Linked DNA regions of Anolis sagrei: region 1 is linked to region 2. Evidence: chromatin contacts called from public Hi-C data. All regions are on one chromosome and are shown on one strand. The core of a region is the stretch at or near the end of the contact, and the rest is flanking DNA. Distances in the headings are between cores, read along the strand shown.

Region 1 (6,659 bases), core at 1,053-3,552, 140 kb before region 2:
CTGAACAGCTTATTCTGCCTAATGTTTCAGTGGAATCTCTTTTCCTGAATTTGAATCCACTACTCCCTGTCCGACTTTCTAGGGCAGCAGAAAACTAGCATGAATTCTCTTCAATGTGACATTCTTTCAAATGTTTTAACATGGCTTTCAGCTTTCCTTTCTCCAGGTTAAACATACCCAGCTCCTTAAGCTGAGTTTTGCTTCAAGACCTTTGATCATTTTGGTCACCCTTTTCTAGTTTGTCAATATTTTTCTTCAACTGTGGTGCCTAGAACTGGACACAGCATTCCAGGTGAGGTCTGACCAAAGCCAAATAGAGAGGCCCCCATGACTTCCCTTGATCAAATCAGGAATGGGCAAACTTGAGCCCTCCCTCCAGGTGTTTTGGACTTCAACTCCCACAATTCCTAACAGCCTCAGCCCCCTTCCTTTTCCCCATCAGTCAAGCGGGAAAGGAAAAAAAGGGGGTCTGAGGCTGTTAGGAATTGTGGGAGTCAAAGACCAAAACACCTGAAGGGCCCAAGTTTCCCTAGGCCTGGTCTAGACACTGTACTCCCATTCTACAACAACAAAAGCCTTACAGACAAACCCCTAAAACAGGCCTAGGCAAACTTGGGCCCTCCCTCCAGGTGTTTTGGACTTCAACTCCTACAATTCCTGACAGCCTCAGGCCCTTTCCTTTCCCCCCTCAACCGCTTAAGCGAAGCAAGGGGCCTGAAGCTGTCAGGAATTGTGGGAGTTAAAGTCCAATCAATCTAGAGGGCCAAAGTTTGCCTATGCCTGTTCTACACTGACTATATAAAGCAGTCCGGCTTAAGTGGTTGAGGGGGAAAGGGAAGGGTCCTGAGGCTGTTAGGAATGGTGGGAGTTGAAGTCCAAAACACCTGGAGGGAGGCCCAAGTTTGCCTATGGCTTTTCTCTACTGGCTATATAATGCAGTTCAGCTTAAGTGGCTGAGGGAGAAAAGGAAGTGGCCTGAGGCTGTTAGGAATTGTTGAAGTCCAATCAATCTGGAGGGCCAAAGTTTGCCTATGCCTGTTCTACACTAACTATATAATGCAGTTCAGCTTAAGCGGCTGGGGGGGGGGGGAGATGGGGTCTGAGGCTGTTAGGAATGGTGGGAGTTGAAGTCCAAAACACCTGGAGGGAGGGCCCAAGTTTGCTTATGCCTGTTCTCCACTGACTTTATAATGCAGTTCAGCTTAAGCAGCTGAGGGAGAAAAGGAAGGGAGCTGAGGCTCTTAGGAATTGTGGGAGTTGGAAGTCCAAAACACCTGGAGGGAAGCCCAACTTTGCCCATGCCTGTTCTACAACGACTATATAATGCAGTTCAGCTGAGGGGGAAAGGGAAGGGGCCTGAGGCTGTTAGGAATTGTGGGAGTTGAAGTCCAAAACATCTGGAGAGAGGCCCAAGTTTACCTATAGCTGTTCTCCACTAACTATATAACTCAGTTCAGCTTAAGTGGCTGAGGGGGAAAGGGAGGGAGCCTGAGGCTGTTAGGAATTGTGGGAGTTGAAGTCCAAAACACCTGGAAGGAGGGCCCAAGCTTGCCCAGGCCTGTCCTAAAAGTACGCTCAGTTCCTTAAAGGCATACCCTCCCTTTTTAAACACCAAAGAAAACTATGGATCTCTTTGATCGTGCTTAATAATAATGGGGCTGCGCAACAAACCCGGCCTACAAGGATGACCTCACGCTCGGCTTCGCTCGGAGGCTCAACGCTGGGCTGAGGAAATGAAATCTGGACCGCTCCGAGCCGAGAAACGGCCCACCAAAGTCTGTCGAAAGGGCACGGAGAGATCCTGTCCCAACTCGGCCTGGTGCACTCCGCCAAAGTGGGGGAAAGACTCGGGGGAATCTTGCCTCAAGTTGTGAACAGATCGGAAACAAAACAAAACAATTCTTCGCTCTCTCAAGTTGTCAGCCGACAAGCAGCCCCTCCCCGCTCCGTAGTCCTGTGAGGAGAGGAGGCGGAGGAGGGAAAGGAAGGCCTCTCTCCCTCAACTCTCCTCCCTCGCCAAGGGCTGAAAGGCCTCCCAGAGCGCAAACAGGCCGGGGAGCGAGAGGGAGGCAGTCCCGAGGAAGGGAGGCGCCTGGGGCGAGGCGCAAGGGCAACCCTCGGCCCGCCCCGCTCGCCCGAGGCCTACCTGCCCGTCACCCGAGGGCGGACCTCGCCGCGCCCCGCTCCATGTCCCGCTCCGCCGCTCGGAGGAGGCGCTAGGCAGGCCCCGGCGGTGCGAGCCAGCGAGCGCCTCAGACTGGGCCCGCCGCCATGTCCGCCGCCGAGCGCAGTGCATTGTGGGGGAGAGGGAGACACGGGCGGGGGGGGGGAGGGGGAGAGAGAGGGAGAGGCTCCGCTTCCCCTTTCCACTCCCGCAAGAGTCACTCCAGGACTGCCCGGCCTCCCCCGCTTCCTCCTGGCCCGCTCTTCCCCAGTTTCCACGGAATCCCTTTAAGTTTCGATTCCGGAGAAGGAAGGGGAACTGTCCCAAGAAAGGACTGACGCTTGTGCTGTCGAAGGCTTTCATGGCCGGAATCACTAGGTTGCTTTAAGTTTTCCGGGCTGTACGCCCGTGTTCCAGAAGCATTCTCTCCTGACGTTTCGCTTCCATACCCAGCTATCATACTATTACCAAGTCTTTCATGGCTTGGTGGTGCAAATCTGTGTCAGCAAATCTGAAGACCGACAGGTCGCAGGTTCGAATTCAGGGAGAGCATGGATGAGCTCCCTCTTTCAGCTCCAGCTCCTCATGAGAGAAGCCTCCCACAAGGATGGTAAAAACATCTGGGCGTTCCCTGGGCAACGTCCTTGCCAATTCTCTCACACCAGAAGCGACTTGCAGTTTCTCAAGTCGCTCCTGACACAACAAAAAAAAATGGCCGGAATCTCTGGGTTGCTGTGAGTTTTCCGGGCTGTACGCCCATGTTCCAGAAGCATTCTCTCCTGACGTTTCGCCTGCATCTATGGCAGGCATCCTCAGAGGTTGTGAGGTCTTTTGAAAACTAGGAAAATGAGGTTAAAGAGCCCTCTGATTTTTTAACTGCTTACCCAAGAGGCGATACTTCCAATTTTAGAAGTTAAGTTGCCCTTTGAAGTACACTAGCTTCATTTATGGGTGTGAAGATGGGAAAGTTTCTTGACTGGAATGTCCAGTATGGGAGAAAAAACTCTTGTCTGTTGGAGGGAGGTGTGAATGTTTCAGTTGCACTGAACTGTGTTATAGGGCAGTGTGGGCAATTGGCCCTTCCAAGCAGTCCCTATATCCCAAGATGTGATCCCAGGTTTTCTGTTTATCCCAGATTATCTGGCAGTGCGGACTCATATAATCCAGTTTAAAGCAGAAAGCCAGGGATCAGATCCTGGGGTATAAGGCCTGTCTGGAAGTGCCTTTGGATAACCCATTTCATAGAATCCTAGAGTTGGAAAAGACCTCTGTTGGGTGAGTGGGCTTATTAATAAAAGTCCCTTCCCATTAATGTACAGCAGGGCAACTCATTAACAGCAGCAGAGTGATCCAACACCCATAGCCCAAAAAGGTTAAAAAAAACACAAACACACAGACCAATGTTATATCTTCCATAGGAGGCTTTTCTTTGTAGTAAAATAATATAGTTGCACAATTTACAATAACAAGGTTTCCACAATAAGAATAAACAAATACATAGTAGCTTTATATACACAGTAGCCTTATACACTGGAGCTCCTTCACATGAGGCTTCTCATACACAGGTTTACCTCACAGACAAGCCTCACACAGACTGGGGAGTTCCCTCACTGAAGCAAACTAACACTAACAGACTTCGACCTACTCACTCTCCTCAGAGCGACACTAGCTTTGGCCCACTAACTCTAACAGGCTTCGGCCTGCTATTTCAGTGTTTGATTCACACTTTTGTAATAAAAAATACCTAGTTAATATTTAATATTTCTGACAACTTCGTGGGCTACCCAGTCCAACCCCCTGAAGAAGCAGGAAAATCGCCTTCGAAGCACCCTGACAGGTGGCCATCAAGCATCTGCTTTAAAACCTCCAAAGAAGGAGCCTCCACCACACTCTGGGGCAGAGAGTTCCACTGCTGAACAGCTCTCACAGTTAGGAAGTTCTTCCTAATGTTCAAGTGGAATCTCCTAGTTTGAAGCCAATGCTCCACATCCTAGTCTCTAGAGCAGCAGAAAACAAGCTTGCTTTTTCCTCCCTATGACTTCCCCTCACATATTTATACATGGTCATCATGTCTCCTCTCAGCCTTCTCTTCTGCAAGCTAAACATGCCCAGCTCTTTAAGCCACTCCTCATAGGGCTTGTTCTCCAGGCCCTTGATCATTTTTGTCATCTTCCTCTGGACACATTCCTGCTTGTCCACATGTCCCTTAAATTGTGGTGCCCAGAACTGGACACAGTATTCCAGGTGTGTTCTGACCCAGGCAGAGTAGAGGAGTAGCATGACTTCCCTGTATCTAGAATCATTGAATCCTAGAGTTGGAAGAGACCTCATGGGCCATCCAGTCCAACCCCCTGCCAAGAAGCAGGAAAATCACATTCAAAGCATGTGGATTATCTGCCTTGATATTCTGGGTTATATGGCTGTGTGAAAAGGCCTTGGGTTTCCATGGTTTGAACCCTGAGCTCCAGAGTCGGCTGGTGCATCTTTATCAGGCATGGGCAAACTTTGACCCTCTAGCTGTTTTGGACTTCAACTCCCACAATTCCTAACAGCCTCAAGCCCCTTCCTTTTGCCTCTCAGCCACGTAAGGGGAGTTGAAGTCCAAAACACCTGGAGGGCCCAAGTTTGCCCATGCCTGGTGTAGATGCACCCATTGTCCAGTGCTGAAAGCACTATACCAAGCTGGCTCTCTACACTCTTGTGGGGATGATGGTAACCTATTCTGACTCTCTTTCAATGCAGTAGCTCAGCAAATATTGTGTTGGCCTCATTATTGTATGCTTTCAAATAATCTCCAATTTACAGGATTTGTTTCAGAGGGGGTTGCCTTTGCTTCCCTTTGAGGCTGAGAGAGTGTAACTTGCCCAAGGTCACCCTGGAGATTTTCATGGTCTGACGGCGATTTGAACTCTGCTTTTCAGAATCATATTCCAATACTCACTGCTTCTCCACCAGTCCTAAAATAGTCAGAAATCATATACAGTTGGTAGTGGCCAAGCTCAAATACCCTGAAATGTACCCCAGAAAATGTGAAGCATATTGTGCGATATTTCACAGGTGAAAATGGAAGTGCCAACCAATGTCAAATTGTAGTCAAGATTATTATTTTGTGTCTTCAAGCTGAATTTGTCGCAGGGGTTTCTGAGGCTAAGAGCCTCTGTGACTCTGCCAAGGTCACCCAGTGGCTTTCCATGGCTGGGCTGGGATTCAAACCCAGATTATTGCTTCAAAACCGTGGGTCCCAACCCCAAGTGGGGTCCCTTTACCTCAGTGTTGGGGTCCTGAATAATTTGGCAACAGTAAAAGGTTTCTGAATTAGACCAAGTAAACTGTTTTAGACATTTACAATAATCTGTTGTGCAGTATTTGTGGTGGACTCTGCAGAAAATGCTTCAGGTATAAACTCTACAAAAAGGAAATTCAGTCTGTGTAGCAAACTTTGAAAATGCTGATTTGTTATCAGTAAATGTTCATTTTATGCCTGTCTTATATACCTATATACCCAGGATCACATAAAACTTATCAGGCTAAAAAGGTGGAAAGGTTTAAGAAGCCCTGGTTTAGAGTCATAATCCAGCATTCAAACCACTATTCCATGCTGGATCCCTCAATATTATTATGATCCTTTATTTGTATATCACCATCACTGTACATGGCACTTCACAAGTAAAGGAACAGCAAACAGTTCCCTGCCTTCAGGGTTGGAATCTAATTAGAAAAGACACAAAGGCAGAGTGGGTGGCAGTGTGGGAGGGGATTACGTTCAGCAGGTAGCAAAACTAATAAAGAAGAACACATTGCACAGGAGAAACTTAAACCCTTTTCTTTGCCAGAGCTTCTGGGAAGGGCCTGATTCTTACTCATGATGCACTCTCTCTCCTCTCTTAATTTCACTGAGTGCAAACTATGTTTGCCCTTTGAATGCCATTTGCAGTTTGAGGACGAAGGAGAAAATGGGAGGAGATGATGGAAACCGGACTGAGTCCTGGCATTGTGAAAGCGTTATGGTGTAATAGTATAAAATAACAAATATAAATTAATGTTGCTACTGACCCTTCAGCAATGATCGCACAAAAGAATTAAACATTCTCTTCATGCTTTCAGTGTCTCACAAATATTTTGGCTCAAAGGGCCAGAACTACCGGTAAATTGTTAGTGCTGTTGTATAGCACCTTATGATGTCAGGCACCACCCCCCACCCCCCCTCAAAATTAAGGGATAAGGACTTATAGTTCTGCAAAGGGCAAGGGCACCAGACTACACAACAAGGGTTAAGTCTTGGCCACATTGCCAAGGCCCTGACAACAACAAGGACCCCACGAGGCTTTTTGGGAAATGGCTGGATCTTGGGACTTCTGCCCTTTTGTGAGAGTTGTAGTTCCCCAAGGGCTGAGCGATGGATTCTGTTATTGATCAACTCAGCGCCCATCTGCTGGCTTCTGCCTGAAACCATGACTCTCTGCTGCGTGGACTGGACTGTTTGCCACAACCCTGG
Region 2 (6,675 bases), core at 2,991-5,490:
AAGCAATTGTATGCAGTTTTCAGGTCTAAAGGGAGGCCACCTGCAAGGAAAATACTGATATATTATTTACACTAGGGGTATAAATAAATGTGTGCCTACTGATTCTTTGGGCAATTTGCAGTAGAATAAACATTTCTAATTTCCTAAATAATGATGAAACAATGACTGTTTGCAGACAACAATTGGATTTATCTATGAAGAAACCTATAACCTTCATTCATTTCTGTTACTCAGTACAAATTCCTGGTTTCAGAACAGTTTCATTTTAAATGTTATGCGCCAATCCCCAATTGAATCCTGGTGTTCTAATTTAAAAACAACAACATGCAAACAAATCCTGACAGCATGAAGTCTGCCCAACTTTGATTTACACAGAGCATTCTCAAAATGCTTGAAGTGTTTCACATTTCTAAGTAATACCTGTAAATTTACTCAGTTTTATTTTTCCACATTACAGTCAAGAAGGCTATAGTGAAGTGACATTTAATTTTTTTTATATCCTGGAGAGTATATGAACTGTGGATTTCAAGGTTTATAGTTTATTATTTTAACTGCTACACTGGTTTCACATTTATCCATACATATGCCTCCATCTATACTATCTGAACTGTCTTTTTTCTTACTTTCAGAGATAGTAGACATATAGAGAAGCTCTTCCTTACCTTTTCCAGTCACATAGTAAGCTCCAAGTTTGTAGCAGCTTTCACTGTGTGAATTAGTTTCACAATTCTGCTTTAGCACTTTAGCAGCTCCCTCAAAGTTTTTCTTCACTCCCTCTAGGTATTCTGCCAGACGGTGACAACCTATGGTTTTACAATAAAGCATTGGTGATAAAGAATCATGGTTATGCTTCACCCATTGTGTTTAACTTGCAAGATCAGCTTACTTTTTTTGGTTTTGTTTTCATCAGTTAGGACAGCAGTTTATATTGTTCCTGACATCCTTTGCCTCTCAGTGTAGAGAAAAGCATAAGGAGTGGGGGTGACTTCTGAGTTATAGAAGTAATGGGATTCGCTGTCTGAGTTATAGATGAGTCTGATATTATAATTTGAGTAAGTTCAATTTTGGAAACCACTGATATATACTGCCTCAGTATTATATTTCAGAATGATATGAACGAGCTTTTTGCCTAGACACATAGGATCTTCATTCATCCTTTAAGATAAATCAATATTTATTTATTTGATTTATTTCTATCCCACTCTTCTCACCCTTACAGGGAACTCAGAGCGGCGTACATAAAGGCAATATTCGATGCCACATGTTCAATAACATAAAATACAATATAATACATCAGTGAACTAAACAGTTAAAATACATAAATATCATAAAACTATTAAAACATAATACCCAGTCGTAAGGATGTCATTTGCATGCTACATTGTGCTGATTCTATATTGCACTACCCAAATGCCTGACTGCAAAGCCAGGTCTTCACTTTTTTCCTGAACACCACGAGCGAGGGGGCCAGTCTGATATCACTGGGGAGGGAGTTTCACAATCAAGGGGCCGTTACAAAGAAGGCCTTGTCTCTCGTTCCCACCATTTTTGCTTGCGATAGGGGTGGGACCAAGAGCAGGGCCTCCTCTGCAGATCTTAACTCTCTTAACAGGTTCATAGAGAGATACATTTGGACAGGTAAGTTGAAGTGGAGCCATTTAGAGCTTTATAGGCCAAAGCCAGCACTTTGAATTGTGCTTAGTAGCAGACTGGCAGCCAGTGGAGCTGACATAACGGAGGGTTGTATGCTCCCTGTATGTGGCTCCAGTGAGCAACCTGGCTGCCACCCGTTGGGAGTACTTGAAGCTTCCGAACAGTTTTCAAAGGCAGCCCCACGTAGAGCACATTGCAGTAGTCTATTCCAGATATAACAAGAGCGTAGATTACCATAGCCAACATGCCTCTAACCACAGCTTTCAATTTTATTGGAAAAAGGAAATTATAGCTAACACCTTAAGAACAAGTAAAAATACTCAACAAATTTAAAGCCATGATTCAGTATCCCAGCTGGCAGCAAAACTAGGAAATATAGCTCCCCAGTTCATACATAATGAGATTTCCTGGTGTACTGCGCTACTAAGGAAGGGGTTTATCTTGGTTTATGAAAACAATATATGATAATTTGAAAGTAGGCAATATAGTCAAAGAGGAAGATGGAATTGTCCAACAATTTGACCTATGACTAAAATGAAACCCCAGCCTTCAATATATCTACTGGAAGGTCTCAACTGAAATTTCTTTAAGTTTGCAACCACTATTTGTTCACAAAGCTAGTCCTAATTATTTTACTATAGAGCCAATGATTTCAGCATTGGATTATGACGCAAGAGCAGAGATCGATTTTGTATTTGGATATCGAAATCCACTGAGTGACTTTGGTAAGTCACACACACTCAGACCCAGAAAAGCCAGAGGATCACCTTAAAGTTGCTATAAGTTGGAAATGACTTGAAGGCACATGAAAACAAGACAATATTATAAGGCTGGAGGGAAAGGCATTGGATTCTAGGCAGAAAAATACAGATGATGGGTGAAGTTATTTTTAGAAAGATATCACTGCACAGTAAAAAAAAATGCTGCAGACTAGAAGGAAAATAATACCTTTTTGTACCCTATCCTTTAGACAAGAAAATAAGTTCATTTCTTTATTGACTTCTACAGAGGCCCTTGTAGATTCAGGAATGATTCAAATAGGTAGAATCACAGAGTTGGAAGAGACCACAAGTTCAATCCCCTGCCATACAGAAACACACAGTCAAAACACTCCCGACAGATGGCCACCCTGGCCCCTTCCACACAGCTATATAAAATCCACATTGAACTTGTTTATATGGCAGTGTGGACTCAGGTAACCCAGTTCAAAGCAGATATTGTGGATGACCTGTATTGATATTTTGGGTTATATGGCTGTGTGGGAGGGCTCCTAGACTCTGCTTAAAAATCTCCAGAGAAGGCACCACTACCCTGCGAGGAAGCAGCATATTTCACTGCCAAACAGCTCTTACTATCAGGAAGTTCTTCCTAATATTTAGATGGGATCTTTTTTTCTTGCAATTTGAATCCATAGCTCCATTGTGTCCTAGTCTCCAGAGGACTAAAAAAAACTAGCTCACCCCTCCTCAATGGGACATCTTTTCATTTACTTAGACATAGGTATCATGTCCCCTCCCTGGCTTCTTTTCTCCAAGCTAAACATACCCATCTCCTTAAGCCATTCTTCATAGGGCCTGGCTTTCAGACTTTGGATCATTTCAGTTGCCCTCCTCTGGACACCTTCCAGCTTGTCAATATCCCTCTCGAACTGCGATGCCCAGAAGTGGGCACAGTCTTCCAGGTGAGGTCTGATCAAAGCAGAACACAGGAGCAGGACTATCTATTTCATCACACTAGTGAATGAATCCACTTTAAATCCAGTTTCTGCCTCCTGCTGAATTCTGGGGTTTGTAGTTTAGTGAGGCTGTTAAAGGCTCTTTCCTAAACTACAAACCCCAGAATTCTGCAGGAGGCAAGCAAGCAGATTTAAAGTCGATTCATTCTCTAGTGTGACGAGGTCCTATGACTTCCCTAGATCATGACATATTTTCTTCACAGTACACTGATGCCAAAATAAAGAGCATTAATTTGTTAATTTGAACTTTTAATATCAGAACACGGTGCTATCCAAATATTCAAAATAGCCCTGCCAGATCTACAAATGCCAATCATACATTAGAAGTAAATTTGGAGCTTGGTCATAAATCCTACTGAATTAGGCGAAATTGTACTTATGCCTCCTCAGAAGTAAAATTTCCTGCTTTCAATAGGACTAAAATTAATGCAGATTAATTGCCATGGCTCAAAGTCACACAATCATGGGTTTTACAATGTCTTTGGCCTTCTCTTCCAAAGTAGGTCAGTGCCTCACCAAAGGACAACAATCAGGATTCCATAGCATTGATCCATGGCAGTTAAAATGGTGTCAAACGGCATTAATTCCACAGTGTGGACACAAACAGACATTCCCACATTGCAAGCCTTCCTTCTCACCGTCAGGATCCTTCTCCTTGTAGCACTGGAAGCTGTACTCGACGCCCAAGTTCTCCAGGTAGCCCTTCACCTCCTCCTCATCCTCGAAATTGATCAGCCCTGCCATGTCCCGCCAAAAAGAGCATCTCCCCCTTGAGGCTCTTCCTACAAGGTGAAAGCGCCCCAGAAAAAGCCTTCCCCTCTTGCGGCGGGCGGAAGGAAATCGACGACGGACACAATCAAACGTCACTTCCGTTGAAGCTGAACTGGCGGGGTGGGTTGCAGTGTAATTAGTGATGTAGGCAGTGACGTCAGTAGCTCAACTACTCATCCTAAGAAGAAATCCCGGCTGCCTCTCTTCAACCCAGCTGTTCATTAAAGGCGCAGGAATGCTATTTTTGAAGCTACACAATTATATTAGTTTGACTCCACTTTAACAGCCATGGCTCCATCCTATGGAATCCTGGGATTTGTAGGCTGTTATTATTATGGAACTCTCTGACAGGGAATAATATAGCCCACAAAGCTACAACTCCCAGGATTGCATAACATCCTTCGCATGTTTATTAACTTGCACCTTCATCTGGAGAAAGGCAGAATATTAAAAAAAACAGTATTTAAATATAAATAAATAAAATAATAAATACCACGAACAGCTTAAAGAAGACAGCAAAAATACTGTGAAGTAGGAAAGTTATTAAAATATTTCTGTTCTTCAAGGCTTTTCACTTTTACGGGTTGTACTTTCATTTCTATTACCCTCTATTATTAAACTCTGTTTTTGTAGATCACACTATGTAACAAAATTTGAAAATAATTATGTACTTCGTCCTATTTCCTGTTTGTGTGGAACTTACATTGAAAGTAGTTGTTGAACTCCAGAAGCTTCATTTTTGTGGCTGCCACAAACTATGTTGAATTGCTTGAGACTCGGTGAGATATTAATTGAAACGCTATAGCAAAATGTTCTGCAGGATGTCCAGCAGTTTTTGCAGTTTAATAAATTTTTCCTAAGTTTTTATGATAGAACCAATTAGGAAATGACATTTATAACCCAGGAACAAAAATCGTGTTACATAGTGTTATTGTTGCTGTGTGACTTCAAGTTGTTTTTGATTTAAGTGCAACTTATCACAAAATTTCCTTGGCAAGGTTTAGTTCAGAAGGGTGTCTACCTTCCTTTGAGGCTGAGAGAGTGAGACCTGGCCAAGGCCACCCAGTAGGTTTCTGTGACTGATCAGGGATTATAACCTTGGTTCCCATAAATCAACACACATACAGCTTCACCACTTTGGTTCTCTTTGAAGTTAATATATTTTATTAGATTTTATTTATTATTATTATGCATTCTGAAACTACATTATTTGGCAGCCTAGATGAGGTCTGAGTGACTGAGAGAGTATATTTCAAAGTACTGGAGTTCAAATGGGTCTGAAAGCTTTCCTCTTTGATTTAGAACCCTCGTAGTATGATTGGAATTCAAAGACATGGCTGTGTTAATCTGAGATAACAATATGCAAAGGGTTCTTGTAACACCTTTGAGACATAGAGTGCATCCACACTGCACAACTATTCCAGTTTGGTTCTGACAGCCTTTTATCTGACATGGCGCCTTCTTGCAAAAGCCTGGGATCTGTGGGATCTGCGATCAGCCAAAAGCAGGCCCACACTTCCCATTGAAATAGTAATAAGTTTATATTTGTTAAAAGTATTCCTCATTTTAATTACTGTATTGTTTTTAAATGTTTTTTGCACAACAAATAAGATATGTGCAGTGTGCATAGGAATTCATTCATATATTTTTTTCAAAGTATAATCTGGCCCTCCAACAGTTTGAGGGACTGTGACCTGGCCCTCTGTTTAAAACGTTTGAGGGCCCCTGTCTTAAGCCATATCACAATACCAAACCAAACAACAAGGCTTGATAAGACTTGTTTGTATTCTATGTGGTAAGTTTAAAAAGACACTTATAACAATACAGTATCAAGACACTTATAACAATACAGTGGCCACTTATAACAATACAGTGGTTACTTATAACAATATAGTGAATACATCTTAACAGCATCTACCCAAACATCCAATTCACCATGGAAAAAAATGAAGGAAAACTGCCTTTTCTAGATGTCCTAGTCTTCCGCAAACCAGATCAACAATTGGGTCACACAGTTTATAGAAAACCCACACGCACAGATAGATATCTACAGAAAAACTCCAACCATCATCCAAGTCAAAAAAGAAGAACCATTAAAGCCTTAGCAGACCATGCAAAAAGAATCTGCGAACCCCACCTCCTTCAAGATGAACTGAACCACCACAACTGGGCTCTACAGGCCAATGGATACACCACCTCAGACATCAGAAGAGCTGCAAGACTGAGAACAAGCCATGAAAGTAAAGACAAAGATCCACTCAGAGGAAAAGTGTTCTTGCCATACATCAAGGGAACCACTGACCGCACAGGGAAGCTGACGAAGAAACACAACATACAAACTATCTACAGATCCACCAAGAAAATCCAACAAATGCTACATTCAGCAAAAGACAAGAGGGATCCTCTCACTTCTGCAGGAGTCTACCGTATACCATGCAGCTGTGGACAAGTAGGGACCACCAAACGCAGCGCCCAAACACGAATCAAGGAATATGAAAGGACTTCAACCAGAGAAG

What was found. Hi-C and Micro-C count contacts between places; a contact is called where the count stands out from the background.
Region 1: a contact with region 2 is called in a Hi-C map of mixed tissue, with 4 times the contacts expected there. The contact joins the promoter of TUT4 here to the promoter of COA7 in region 2. A contact is called at or near these places in 2 of 2 Hi-C or Micro-C datasets (both in mixed tissue).

The regions. Positions count from the first base shown.
Region 1 is chr4:173,708,374-173,715,032 of rAnoSag1.mat, reverse strand. It overlaps TUT4 (terminal uridylyl transferase 4), which reads right to left and starts at 2,302. Exons shown (of 32, transcript XM_067467881.1): 1 at 2,147-2,302.
Region 2 is chr4:173,568,000-173,574,674 of rAnoSag1.mat, reverse strand. It overlaps COA7 (cytochrome c oxidase assembly factor 7), which reads right to left and starts at 4,240. Exons shown (of 3, transcript XM_060773514.2): 1 at 4,027-4,240; 2 at 663-803; 3 at 1-40. The coding sequence starts at 4,132. The region is part of intron 1 of ZYG11B (zyg-11 family member B, cell cycle regulator); the gene reads left to right.